Regions from separate parts of the Mus musculus genome. Here region 2 is linked to region 1. Evidence: chromatin contacts called from public HiChIP or PLAC-seq data. All regions are on one chromosome and are shown on one strand. The core of a region is the stretch at or near the end of the contact, and the rest is flanking DNA. Distances in the headings are between cores, read along the strand shown.

Region 1 (6,992 bases), core at 1,947-4,446:
CTGGATTGGTTATGCATTCTACCTCATTTGCATGTTCCTCATCTGATTGGTCATTCTCTCTCAGTACCTCACAGAACCTCATTAACATACCTCATTTGCATGTCTCACATCTGATTGGTTATTCTCTCAGTACCTCACAGAACCTCATTATCATGCCCGGGCCAGGCAGTATCTTGGCAAAAAACTTTACTGCATATGTACACATTGGTTGTTTGCCCAAACTTATGCGTGGTGGCCAGCAGTAGCCAGCGCCACTCTGCAATGGCACATGGCACATGTGGCTTCCCACAGAGAAATGCATGTTCGAGGGAGAGAAGAGATCACATCTGGTAGCAGGCACTAGAGTGGCCTCAGGATCTCTCTTCTTACCTATGCTTTCCATCCCCTTATGAAGGGAGCACTTTCCCCAGCTGTTGAAGATAGCTGTGGGCAGATCTCAGTGGAACTCACCCTTAGGGATAGTAGTGGTTGGGGAGAGTGGCTCAGCCAGCTTGTCCATACTTCCTGGGGCTGCCTACATACAGTCACTGGTTGGTTTGAGGTCACAAAGACATGGCTTTGTCAGCTCAACTTAGTACTGTTTTGAGGGGAACCATTCTGTCTCTATGGCTTCCAACAGGGTCTGATGGGACCCAGAACTCCTCTGGATCAGAGGACTTCTGGTGCTCCCTCACTGCTGTCCACACTCTCCCTCTGTTTAGGCTTGCTTCCTAAGCCCCTCTCACAGATGTGCATTTCAAGAGCTCTATTTAAAACCTCCATAAACAAGTATCGTCACCGCTTACTCTATGCTGTGGATTGGTTTAGTCTAGTCTTTTCATTTTCCATTGATCTAGTCTAGTCTCTTCGATGTCCATTGGTCTAATCTAATCTTTCCTTTGTTCCATTATCTTCAGTTACTCTTTGAGTTGTGTAAATTATAGTTTGTTTCATTTTTTTTCTCTTCGCTACATTGTAATAAGTTTACTTTAAAATCTTTTAAAAAGCCTCTCATTCTTTCACGGTGAAGAAGTAATTGTTGGGTGATTTGGCGCTGTACTCCTATTTCAGAGAGAGGCTTGAAAGGACATTTAATGGTACCAACTGAGCACTGGATGCACTTGTGTTTTTCCATTTATTTATTTATTTATTTATTTATTTATTTATTTACTTTACATCCCAATATCAGCCCCCTCCCTCTTAGTTCCCCCTCACAAAGATCTTCCCCTCTCCTTCTTCTCTAAGAAGCCTCCTTCTTATCTGAGAAGTCCCTCCCCCAAACTGGGCATCACACTACCCTGGCACACCAAGTCAGTGCAGGCACATTGTCTTCCATTGAGGCCAGACAAGGCGGCCCAGTCAGGGAAACACAATCCACAGGCAACAGATTCAGTGACAGCCCTAATGCCCTCCCCGACTCCAGTCGATGGGGGACCCACATGAAGACCAAGCTGCGTATCTGTTATATAGATGTGGGAGGCATAGGTCCAGCCCAAAGTATTGGATATTTTAAACCCTTTGATAATCAGCTCATTTAATCCTGTTGTGGGCTAAATTGTATATCCACCAAACTTATATGTGGAATTCATTACTTTTTTGGACAATAATAGCCCAGGCTGGCCCAGAACTCACCAGGCAGAGCAGGGTGGTCTTGAATCCATGATTATCCTCCTGCCTCAGTTTCCCAAATACTGTCGTTATAGGCATAATTCACCATACCCACATTTCAGATATGTTCTGTGATTCTGTGTCTGGTTGTTCTTCTAAAGTTTGGGCCAAACAAAGATTTTCAAATCTTAGCTGAGGGCAAGGAATGTTTTGAACAACAACTCAGTGGATTCTGAAAACAATAAGCATCCGTATTGCTGATGTGCACAGCTTTGGGATCTCAGAGGGTGAGCCTAGGCTAGTGACTGCTGCAAGCTGTGCACTCATTCTCAGAGGTGTCATGGCTGTTTTGGGAATATAGCTTCCTTTTTGGAAATAGAGCGGTGAATGTTGTTTCCAGTTTCTAGACCATTTGAAATCTACAGAAGTCACCAAAATATAACATTTCAAAACTGTTGAATTTTTATTATTTTAATTTCTGAAAACCATAGAACTCAAAGGAACTGAGCCCCACGGTGGGATTTTCGAGCTCCTGCTTGGTGGAAACGCCTTCACCACAGCCCGTTACATCATCATCAGCCCACAGGTGGAAACTGAACATAAACAGAAGTAAATTATACAAACTCTGTTTATAGAGACTGTTCTTTGGTCATTTCCAGTCTTTTCCATTCTCTTTGGTCCCACTCTGAGCACCATGGTAAGTGCGCTGTGTTGGTACCTAGACTTCATTGTTATAACCACCATAGATCTTGAATGCTTTGCGGTCATGAATATTTTTGGGTTTCTGTTAGCATCTCTCAGGGTGATGTAACAAATAAAAACTTCTTTCTCTTTCCCTTTCTCATTCTTTTAACTCTCCCTCATCCCCACCTTTTCCTTCCTTCATCTCCCCTGTTCTCTCCTGTCTTTCCTCTTGTGCTGACTCAAACCCAGAGCTCTGCGTTCTCATGCTGAGATTCCCCACACGATACAATACGTTGTATAGAACTTCTGGACAACCCTGCAGTGTTATACACTTGTTTAAATATCTCTTTAGAAGTTTTTATTATTTCAGTCTCTGAGAAGAGAGGGTGGCAAGCAGGCAGGGTTCAACCCTACCTTCCATTGATCTAAATAAGGCGCCATTTGTTCTGCCAACTAGAGAAGGACTATTGAATCTGTCAAAAAGATGTAAAATCCAATAAAACTGGGCTTCCAATTTCTGCTTGAAGAGAAAAAAAAATCTCCTGGTGGTTTTTCAGTTATTACACAACTGGGTAGAGGCAGACACAGAATGCATTCTTTGTGCTGGGGCAAGAATAATGTGGAAAACCACAGCCCTTGGGCAATTACTCTACTTTTCTAGCTGTGTTGAGAAGTCTGCATTTAATTAAGAAGTAATGGAGGGAGAAGAACTATTTTTACTGCCACAGTGGTCTTTTTTTTTTTAAGTGTTCCTTGTGAAAACATGAAAAAAATTAGTTTTCATTGTTGTTAAAATAAAAGTCTACCAGTCTTCTATTAGAAGAATGGGAAGAACCTTACAGCAATTTCTCCCTCAGAGAGTGCCCCTAAGGTGGCAGCTCTTGAGTTCTTAAAGGGTGACTCACTGACAAACTGGCAAGATTGCTGTGGAGAGACTCCAAAGGGAGAAACCTAAGGCAGAGCTGGCAGAGTTCTCAGGAGAGACTAGAGGCCAGCCTTTGCTCTGTACTCTTCTCTGGAGGCCTCTGCATTGCCCTCCAAGGATTTTGCTCTCATGGCTGGGGACTGCTGAGATTGCTGCTTTGCCAGTACGTTCATGATCTTACCTGGGACTCAAGTGCGTTATAAGCAATCTGTACTCGACATCCACTCTGCCTTCAATCACCACCAGACTGGAAATACACATCTGTGGAACAAGAACAGGCTTTTTTGTTCCTGTTTCCTCCCCTCCCACTCCTCCTCCTTCCTTTCCCTCTGCCCCACCCTTCCCCGTCCCCTTTTCTCCCCTTCCCTGTATGACATGTACTGGCCTAGACTTTATATTATATTACAAGCAGTTTAGAGTTAAAAGTGCATGCGGGAATATGCATAGATGCAAATACTATGCCATCTTATCTATTTTATATGAGGATTTAGAATATGTAAATAGAACCAATTTTCTGTGGATATTAAAAGATTGTCTTTTAACAAATGCACCAGAAAAAAAGAACTGTTTGCAATCTTACTGAATAAATACAGTTTGTCTTCCCTAAAGGCTGCCTGCATGCCAGAATACTAAAACTCAGTATGTTTTTATGGGCTCTGCTTTCTTTTCTGTGATCTTGATAATCCAGCCACTGCTTTTGCTGGATCCTGTTTACCATGAAAGCGCCAACCCCCACCCCAGTTCAGGGGAGGTAATGCCGCTGGCTCCTCTGAGCTGAGCCCTTTGTGGGTTCTCACTGGCTTTAGTTCTGATCTGTTTCACACTCCAACGAGAATTCTGGCAACATCTAAGCAAAGCACAGAGCTCTGCTTCCCTAGAAATTAGCACCTAATCACCTTTAAGCTCAAGGAATCCCATGCTCTCCTAGAGTAAGACCAGACCTGCTTTTGACCTCAAAACTTCAAATCTGCCATCAACCATTGAGAGGACTCTTTAACTTTATTCCTATCTTAGTTCTGAAACCTATAAGCTGCTAACACCTCCCTAACTGGCATGCACAGCACCCAGAAAAGGAAGCCACACTATTTCTGATTGAAGAAACAAACCTTTTGCCCATGAATTCATTTAGCACTGCAGAAAAATTCATTAAAATATAAATATTTTGTAAATATTTTATTAGTGTGTGTGTGACGCCACATTAGTGTTCATAAGAGGACAACTGTGGCAGGCGATTCTCTCCTTCCACCACGTGGATTCTGGAGTACTGATTCAGGTTATTAGACCCGATGACAAGCATCCCTATCCAATGAGAAATATTGCCTGCTCAAGATATCAATTTTTGGGCATTTTTAAAAATATCTGTGGATTGTCAGAGGTATAATAAGATGCCAGCTTTGGTTAAGTTATAGTTCTGGCTTTTGTATTTTGACCAGTAGCAATAAAACCCATCCCTTGTGTGGGATGTGGCTATGGATCCAGACAGGGGGGGGTCTCAGCTAACTGCATAGGAAGAAGTTTGCTTTCAAGTATCAGGGACAATAGATTACATTGTTAATTACATGCATTCAGGTCATCTTATTATGATGTAATTTGGAGGGAACTTGGTCATCTTGGTACCACCAGGGAGCTGTGCTAGTATGTTAAGTGAGTTGGACCTAGTGAGAACTTTCCTGTTTGACCTAGTAAAGTAACTACAGGCCACAGTGTGAACCAATTGAGTACCAGGGAACTGACACTCAGGGAGGCACTTTAAGGAATCTAGTTATCTTAGATATTCAGTGACAGTCTTTCTAAAGTGAGATTTGCCTTTCTGAACCATGTGCGGCCTGCTGTAAAGAAAGAGACGGTATTGTGAGACCCTCTGGAGTTAGGAGGCTGAGTATGTCACATGTAGGAAAACTACTCCTACCATTTGTTGGAAACCTTCAACGCTGGCAGATTTAAACAGAGAAGAGACCAAGACAAACAACAAAAGGCCTTTCCTGCGGCCTAGGTCATCTTGTTAGCTGTGATGCCCTCTCATCTAAACACTTCTTTACTATGCAGAGCTCCTGGCAAGCTTACAATGAAGGCCCTTAGGTGTTTGGAGTAATAATCCTCAGTCAGAGAGGCCTCAACATGAAAAATATGCTAGCATCATCCTGGGTATGGCAAAGACCAAATATGTGACCTTGGGATATAAGTGAATACGCAGTATAAGTTGGAACATAGGCTTCCAGGTAGGCTGCGTGTGTTTTATGTCAACTTGACCAAACTAGAGTCATCTCCCTCCTAGAATGCCTGGGGACTGGTCTCAGTACATTCTGTAGTTGAATAAACAAACAGTGATTAGTGTTACCTCACTGAGGTAACTGGAACTCCGGGCTCTTTAAATCCTGAGTTGCCATGGTTTGTTGCCGTGACAATTGATAGTCATATACTGGAATCTTTTCTCCATCTGTTACCCTGAGCATCAAAATCCTATGAGAACCACAATTCCACTGAGAAAGATGGCATACACACATTTTTCCTCAATGCATGTCGGATGCAAAACTTCTGTAGAAGTAATGCTGGCTTATTATCTGCTTAGCCTGCTCTGGGTCTGGAAACAATTTCTATGTCTCAAGACATATTCTGTTGAACAATTTAAGACAGTAGATGTTAGGAAACTCAGAAAATTCCACAACTTAGCAGCCAAACAATATTGTTAAGATCTGGATTGGGCATGTGCCCTTATTGTAAGAATTCCTGGAGTTTTTCATATGCAAATTGATAATTTACAGGTGCTAGAATGCCACGCAAAGCTATCCAAACTTATTAGATAGAAAATGCTATTAGAATGTTAATGTATCATTTTCTCAAATAACGTCTTAGCAGCAGGCATCTGTTGACAGACAGGTTTTGTTGCACGGATTAATGATGAATTATTGTTTGTGTGCAGAGAAGTGGGAGGTGTTTATAATGGTGTCTTCTGAATTTCTTCTGTGTAGCTCATTCACTCTTGTGAAAGTCAATCTTTTTGTCAAGTTCATGTCTGCCAAGTTTTTGTTTCTCCAGTCAAGCTGCATGTTATTTTTGACTCTCTAGCTATTCTAGAGGGGTTGGAACATTTGAAAGCCTATTACCGTATTCTTCTGTGCAGATCCAGACAATGTCTAAACGAGGACCGTGGTCACTTGTCTCGCTGCTGGTACAGTCTGTACTGTCCTTTATAGGTGCTCCTCTGCATTATGACTTAATCCTTAATGATCCCAAAGAATAAAGAGATTGAGTGATGGAGATGTTTTGATGAGCATAATGGTGCCTCATGGTGGGGTGTGTGAGTAGCAAGAATAGTTTTTCCCCTAGGCGTGTTAATATTAAAAGTGTTTTCTAAGCTACAGGAGCAGTTCTATATACTGAACTAGCTGGCTCATTACAATGAACTAGAGATGTAGGCGTGGCCTCCATCTTCCTGTCACCTTGCCTTCCAACCCTCTGCTACAGTTAGGGGCTTCTCTGTTCCCCTGTACCTCTAACTCTGCATTGCTTCTCTGAAGTTCTTGGCAGCATAGCTCACAGTTGTTACAAAGTTTAGGCCGAAGAAGAAAACAAACAAACAAGCAAACATGGGAGTCGCAGAGTTCTGAGCACTTGAGCACCTTTGTCGCTGAGAGGCCATGATGGCCTTTGAATTTACGGAAGGCTGGCCTCACTGTGAGGTGACCATGAGGCTCTGTCCCAGCTGGCAAATGCTGGCTGCCGGAAGAGCGAGAGACAGTTTTTATTAAGGGTGTGGCCACTGGTTGGTAGATCAGTTGTGCCCTGTGACTAAGAA
Region 2 (7,716 bases), core at 1,357-3,856, 52 kb before region 1:
AATTAATAACTCCCCAAGTCTGCTTCCTTGTGAAATACATCTGTGACAGGTGTGCCATCATATTATTATTATTACACACAAGAGTTTATTAGATACTACTTAGGTTATATATGCAGAGATGCAGAGGTCAAGACCCTGAGAAGGGAATTATAGCTTCCATGCCTCTCCTGCACCCTACTCTCCCAGAACCTCTACAGAGCACCCACTAATAAAGTCTGTCTTATTGTGAGTTTACAAAATTCTTCTTTAAAAGAAATAAACACACACATATACATACATATAGTTCCCAATATAAAAGTATACATTTTATCTCATTGTCTCCCATTATTGAGTTCAAAGTTATCTATATAACCAAATATTCCAACTGATCATGTAACTTTCCATATGTATTAGCTTATAAGAAACCTGCATGTCACTTCAGTCACCTCAGTGAATACTTTTAAAAGCACCTCCTACGTAGTTTAAAATAACAATCTGTTTTATGCTGCTCTAGACATCAAAAAAAATAAAAAACTTAGTGCTTTCCTAGTCTATTGATTACAGTCACCTCAAAAGGATGTTTTGGTTTTCCACAATGCCCTGAGTCACATTAACTAGTCTGCACGTGTAAAAGCAGATATTCTTTCATCATTTGTGATACTCTCAAAGCATAGCACAGCAAAGATTCGCTGCCCGTTCTAGATGTCTTCTCATTTAATTCTTTCAACACATCGAGGGCTATGTACTAGTTATTTCTTTTCTAAACAAAACAAAAACAAAAAACTAAAAATTAAAAGATCAGAGCAGTTAAATAATAACCTCAAGGTCAAACAGTAGTAGGACCAGGATTTGGATGGAGGCCTGACCTGCCTAACTCACACTGCCTGGATAGTTTCTGTTGCAGGGGAAAATAACAACAAATCCTGGGCTGGAACTCTTAAAGCTAGAGGTTAAAATAACTAGGTGGGGGAGAGTTAGTGAAACTCTTCTACTTGGATACCTCCGGCTGCAAACCTTTAAGAACACGAGATTAACTAGCTATTGGAAAATCCGTGTCCTTTCTTGCCGTGTGGAGAGTTGCGTGCTCGTTGGAATGCTGACACATTAACCATCTGGAAAAGCAATCATCTTGTTGGAATGGCAAAGGACCTTGCTTCCAGTCTTTAAACACACACACACACACACACACACACACACACACACACACACACACGGGGGGGGGGGGGGGGGGACACGGGCGAGGTATAATAATTTTGTTTGCAACTGTTTAAGAAATGTCTAGAATTGGAAATGATCAAAAATGTGTTTCTACACATTTCTGTCAACAACCTCTCTCTCAACCAAACCTTCAGACAATGACCTGTTTAAAGGCATTTGTCTCAAAACTTGGATAACATTGTAGGTCCCTACTAGAATGGCTGAAGGGACATGACACATCGCCACCAAAGGAAAAGCTTGGGCTCTGGAATAAACTTGTTCCTCATTTGTGACATTTAGCAAGCATAAAGTTCCAACTATTGTCAGTTGTACTAGAATATTCACTTTTCGTCCTCCAAAAGCCCAGGTATTAACGGCTTGCTTTTGTTTTCCAAAATGTGCTAGCATCTTAAGGAGAGAGGAAGGGAGGAAGGGAGGCGTCCAATGAATTTGCACCAACAAGAACGCAGTAAAATTCGGTGATGGGTACCGGAAATCGCGCCGAATTAGAGGAGTTAGGGAAGGCGCTCTGGAAGGAGGCGGGAACGCAGAGGATGCGAGGTGGAGCCGCAGCAGACAGCCACCCTTGTAGGACAGGGGTTCGAGCCCGCGCGCAGGCAGTTGTCAAGCGTGCACTGGACGCCAAGAGTCCGGATCTTACCTCGCAGCCCTCGCACCAGCCTCTCTGCCCAGGCCACTCGGGGTGGCTGGCCCTCCAGCGGGAGGTGGCGATGCAGCGGGTCCCCGCCGCCCGCGGGGCTGGGACACTGCGCGCCCTGGTCCTCTAGCCGGCGCCGCCTCCCGCTCAGGTGAGCCGCGCCGCGGTAGCTCCCGAGCCCTCGGCCGCGGGCGCCCACCGAGCTCACGGCCGAGGAGGAGGCCGACCTCCGACTGCCCGGGCGCCACTCCACATCCATCTCTACCACCATCCCTCCTTCTTCTCCTTCCACCTCGTCGTCGTCGTCATCCTCCTCTGCCTCAAAGCCCGGGTTGTCGCGGCTCCACGCTTGCCTGGAGCAGGACGAAAGCGGAGGAGACGGCGAGGCCGAGGCTCCGGCCGGGGGATCCCGAGCGGCCGCCTGCCGGATGCGCTCCATCTCGATCTCCAGGCCCCGCTGCTCCCCGAGGCCGCCGGGGACAGCTAGGCCGGCGCCTCCCGCCACCAGGCGCCCGGGTCCGGACGCTCGCGGCGCGGGCGAGCGTCCCGCGTCCCCGGGCGGCTGCGGCTGCACGCGTCTGGAGTTAACCATGGCGCTCACTGGCGCCCAGCGCGCCCGGGAGTGCCGCCGCCCTCTGCCGCAGGAGCCATGTTCTTTTCTTCCCGGAGTCGGCCTGCTGCTCCCCGCCTCCGCCCGCCCCCTCGGCCCGCCTCCCGGGCCCTGGCCTCGCCTGGACTGGACTTAGGCGCGTCGAAAAGGCCCCAGCGGCCAGGGATCCAAGTAGAGCCAGGGTCCCCATCGGTGCCCACATTCCTACGGGGTAGCTTGCTTGGTCAGCCAGCTCGTCGGGAAAGGGGCTCCTGGGTGTGTCCATGCCTGCATGACCTTAAGATAGTGCTTAGACTCTGTCCATACTCCCCCTGGGTTTGCAAAGGTGCAAGGAGGAGGGTAAAGATGGAGATCTTTTGTTGGGATAGAAAGAACTAGTGAAATCCAGCTTGAACTGAATTCTCAGGGAAGGCAAAGAAATCCACCCTTCGTTTAAAAACCAGAAAGAAATCACCAAGGCGGCAAGGCTTGCATTTGGTGACCCTCAGCTCCTTGATTCTGTGTTTACTGGATGATTTCCTGTCTCCACTCTCCAGACATCTAGAGGCATCCAAGGGTTGGATTTTGGAACTTTCTGATGCCTCCACCATTACCTCATTTCCGCTCCTGGCCAGCCCTTGAGTAACAGAATCCTGCCTCAGGCGTTAGGTCTAGATCTCCATCCTCGCTACGCCCCAGCTGGCACAGCCAACTTAAGACAGCAGTTGGGTCAGGCAAAGCCTACTCCAAATTCGATTTTCCATGGTTTTCCCATCTCTTTTAAAAGTTAAATTCCTGGCCAAGATCTGTGCATCTCTGCCCTCACTTCTGACGCTTCTCATAGGATGTCCTCATCCACCTCCTCGTCAAGTCCCGCGGGGGTCTTCTTGTCATTTCTGTCCTCAAGGGGTTCTCTAATGCTTTTTACTCTAACTGCAAACATTGTCATTCCACAGCAGAGCAAATGATTTCTGTCACTTCCATATCTCTTCTGCCATTCTAATACTAAACTGGTCTCTCTCTGTTTAGCCTTGGGGATAGGACTGGATTGGGAGCCTATGGGTGGTATCCCTCCCCCATTTCCCTCCTACCCACCCACCCATATTCTCCATGTCTCCACTGTTTGCAATAAGGGGTCAGCCATGTTGGTACATTAAAGAATCTATGGAATTCTAGCTTAAGTGGTAATATTTTATTTCTGCAGTTTAGCAAATGTGCATGGTCCGATCCTATATTAGTTTGCCAGGCTTGTTATAATAACTTACCACACACTGTGTTCAATAATGCAAATACATTTTCTCAAAAAAAAAAAAAAAGTTGGTTGACCTTTTCCGAGGCCTGTCTTGGCTTGCATATGGCACGTTTTGCCTGTGTCTCCCCATTGTCCTCCCTTAAATGTTTCATCCTCCTCTTCCTCCTCATCTTCGTGGTCATCGTCATCATCACCATCATTGTCATCGTAGTGGTTATAGACAACCTTAATAGTATGATTTAAATTTAGTTACTTTTAGAAAGACCTCTGACCACATACAGTCATATGCTGAGATGCCAGGGCTTGGGAATTCAACATATGAATCTGAGGGGTACATGACTCATTTAGGCTTTGTGGGCACTACAATGCTTTTCTAGAATGATCTCCCTATCATTCATCTATCACTCTCCTTATCATTATTCATTAATCTCTTATACGTTTCCTGTGTGTAAAATTAATAATTGAGCAAGTTAAGCAGAGTAATAAGGACCCTGGCCTCAAGAAAAGACCCAGACCTCAAGAAAAGAAAGAGGCTGAAGTCTCCCACTAGAAAGGGTGAGATGTCTGTCTAGTAAGAGGTGTCTAGAGAAGCAGTATTCTGAGCTGAGCCACCTGTGCTGCACTAACAGAAAAATTGCTTAGCAGGCATATTCCAGAGGAGGGGCGTATGAAGAGGGAGCACGGACTCAGGGTCAGAAAATAGGTTTTATGCATTGACTCGTCGGGTCCTCGACATCACTCTTACTGACTCAGAAATTCTAGGAATTTTGCTCTGGAATTCTGAGTCTCCTTGTAGGCTTCTGGGCACCCAAAGTTTGAGAAGCAACAGTTATGTTTCAGATAAAAGAGTTTTCATAAAATGCATCTTGTAGCCTGGGTTTTATAATTGCAGTGATGACATCATCCAGAATTCCAGACCTAGAAGAATTGTCAGTGGTGCTCCAGGCTGTGTATACATAATTCATTATCAGGACCATAGAAGCAGACAACTGCATGACCTAGGGCAAGTTACTTCATTTGTGCCTGTGGAAACGAAAATGATGAACGCTTGCTCTTACACGCGTTCGTGACCGGCCAGGAAAGACGCAGCAAACTGGAATCTTCTGTGGCAAAACTTTATTGCTTACATCTTCAGGAGCAAGAGCGCAAGAGACCAAGAGAGCAAGCGCGAAACCCCGTCCCTATTAAGGAGAATTATCCTTCACCTAGGACGTGTCACTCCCTGATTGGCTGCAGCCCATCGACCGAGTTGTCGTCAGGGGGAAGGCAGAGCACATGGAGTGGAGAACTACCCTTGGCACATGCGCAGATTATTTGTTTACCACTTAGAACACAGGATGTCAGCGCCATCTTGCAACGGCAAATGTGGGGACGGCTTCCCACAGCTTGCCTCATAGGCTTGTGAAGATACATTGAATTGATACAGATGTCTAAGACCAACCCTTCAGGCTGCTGCAACAAAAAAATGCCGTGGCCAGGTGGCTTATAAACGTCTGTTTCTCCCAGCTCTGGAAGCAGAAGTTTCAAGAGCCCGGTGCCAGCAGAGTTGGGGTGTGTGTTACAAGTCTTTTCTGAGCCATGTGGCACTGTTTAGATTTATCTTCATGTGGTGAAGGAACAAAAGGCTGCATTAGGATTTGGGTGGGAGATGGTTGTGTGTTGAAGGATCAGTCCCAGCTGATCCTGTTCTAAAGCAGTGAACCCTTTGTGAGGTGGGAGCCAAGTAGAGGTAGGTCATTGGAGACATACCTCTTGGAAGGGAATATTGGGATCCAGGTCATTCCTCCCATCTCCTTTGCTCCTCTTCCCTCCCGCCCACCTTGTGCTCACCGTGGGTAGCCTTGTTCCACCACCTGTGGAAGCTCCAGTGACATTCACACTCACAAGTCTGAATGCACAGAGCAAGTAAACCACAGACTGAACGGACGTTCTGTGACTGTGATCCAAAATAACCTTTTCACCCTTTTGTCTTACCTCAGGCATTTTGTCACAGCACTGGAAAATTAACCAGCACAAACCTCCTTTGGCTGTATAAGACATCCATCGCTATGACTAATCGCCCTCTAAAGACCCCCACCTCCTTTTATTATCATGTGACAGACAGACAGGGATTTTTATTATCATGTGACAGACAGGGATTTTGGTGTATGAACTTGGAAAACGTCACACGGTAAATGCCATGTGCTATTAGTGCTACATTCATGTTTATGTTTCAATCATATTATGTTAATCCTATTAATATGATTAATTGTATTAATGAAAGATATCAATTATTTTTTGATCCACCATAATTATTCTTTGTTCATCTCCGCCTTAGCTTGACGATGTGTTTGTTGAGAACAGGGGGGCTGTAGCAAACTCGAAATTGTAGAGAAAATACTTCTTGAGAATCCAGTGTGCATGAGACACATATCTAGGAGCAAGACACGATCTCTGAAATGGGCAAAATCTAGTCCTTGTGTGTTAAGCAACAACTGAAGCTTAAGAATCTTTTGTCATAGAGCTGGACCTTTCCTGGCTCTTTGGAATGGGGGTGAGAGTTGTTTGCTTGCCTTTTGGGTTATTTTTTTTCCAACTAGAAGACAACTGGGCACTGAAGAATATGTTCCTTTTTTATTTGTCCTTGGCCTCTCTTCCTAGTATGTGTGAAGTCTTTGCTTTAAACAGTGCCGCATCAGTGGGGGGAAAAAGTGACTCAGCCAAGGAAGAAACAGAGCAATCGAATTCACTCAATTACTTTATATTTACCTTGAATGTCCAATTCTGTGTTTTTACTTACACAATAAAATGTGATTCTTGTTTGGATGGGTTGGAAAAAAATCAATTCAATTTAGGCAGATTCTTCATGGAGTTGTGTTCTTGTTGGAGAGATTGTCCCCGTGAATATAAATAATAGCATGAGTTATCATGTAGCATCTAACTAATATGGAAGTTTCCAGCAAAGAGGGAATCCCTAGGTTGAAGTGGTTAAGAAAAACAGTAAGACCACATCATAGAAGGCTCAGTTGATGCTGATAAACAAATCACAAAGTTAGTAGTGATAGTAGGACTTTTTTTTTAACAGTGTTAATTACTTAAAACAAATATGAAACATTCTTCCTAAGATATCACCACCCCCAAAAGTAATTCAGATGGTTAAAATGTGTCTAAACAAGTAAGTAATTTAAGTTGGTTTAAAATGTATCTAAACAAATAACTTGGAGTTGGATGTGTATTTGCCTCATTTTCACTTGCAAGAAAAGTAATTTTGAAAAAAAAGAAAAGAAAAGTAATTTGGGAGCTGGAGAGATGGCTCAATGGTTAAGAACACTTATTCCTCTTCCAGGGCTCCTGAGTTCAATTCCCAGCAACCACATGGTGGCTCGAAGCTGTCTATAATGTTTATAACCATCTTCGGCTGTGCAGATATGAATGTAACTAAAGCATTCATATATATATATATGTATATATATATGTATAACATGAATAAATTTTTTTTAAAAAAGGAAGAAAAGTAATTTTAAGAAAATCTGCAATTTTAATGCACCATAATTCAAAAAGCACTGGGTTCCTTTATGCTGAATCTGGCTTAACTTTAGTCATGAGCCCAGCTGTCCAACTCTTCGTTCTTTCTGGTTTGCTAATGCCGCCCGCTCTGTTTTTACTTTTACTTTACTGGGTTTATCCTTTGCAGAGCAACTAACTCAAGCAAGGCCCAAGGCTGTCAGATGTTCTCCCGGTGAACAGAGTTACTTCCTTTAAAGAGTCATTTAAAACACGCTACTTCTCATAAAGTTTTCCTTACATAAAGTAAGACATAACACGTTGTGGTTTTCTTTGCCTAGCTACCACAGTCCTTTGTATCACATATTTCAGTAATTGGATACTGTGAGGCATGTTGTGTATATCATGGATGTTGTTTGGTTTCATTTCATCTCTGCCGTGGGCTTTTCTGGGGACACACTGCACAAATCGCACACATAGTCTGGGTACTCTGTAGACATCAGAGAAACTTGTGAACAGCAACCTTGAGGAGAGTCTACTTAGATTTGGCACAAATAC

Evidence for each region. HiChIP or PLAC-seq counts read pairs in DNA pulled down with a chosen protein or histone mark.
Region 2: a contact with region 1 is called in an H3K27ac HiChIP or PLAC-seq map of embryonic fibroblasts, with 19 read pairs. The contact joins the promoter of Pkd2 here to the enhancer-like site in region 1. A contact is called at or near these places in 10 of 39 promoter capture datasets (the 3T3-L1 cell line, 3T3-L1-derived adipocytes, the HPC-7 cell line and 5 more), 1 of 15 datasets of contacts at CTCF or cohesin (the NIH/3T3 cell line), 17 of 484 Hi-C or Micro-C datasets (the 3T3-L1 cell line, 3T3-L1-derived adipocytes, the AML12 cell line and 11 more), 3 of 115 datasets of contacts at active chromatin or transcription factors (embryonic fibroblasts and embryonic stem cells) and 2 of 9 other capture datasets (liver and pancreatic islet).

The regions. Positions count from the first base shown.
Region 1 is chr5:104,403,920-104,410,911 of GRCm38.p6, reverse strand. No RefSeq gene overlaps it. Among named protein-coding and RNA genes, the nearest start is that of Spp1, 28 kb to the left of the region's middle. Within about 2 kb of position 3,196, at least 130 of the 459 cell types and tissues checked have an H3K27ac peak or open chromatin away from gene starts, as enhancers often do. A contact at or near this core is called in 3T3-L1-derived adipocytes, the AML12 cell line, the HPC-5 cell line and 8 more, where this site is marked.
Region 2 is chr5:104,454,347-104,462,062 of GRCm38.p6, reverse strand. Pkd2 (polycystin 2, transient receptor potential cation channel) reads right to left here and starts at 2,606. Exons shown (of 15, transcript NM_008861.3): 1 at 1,838-2,606. The coding sequence starts at 2,426.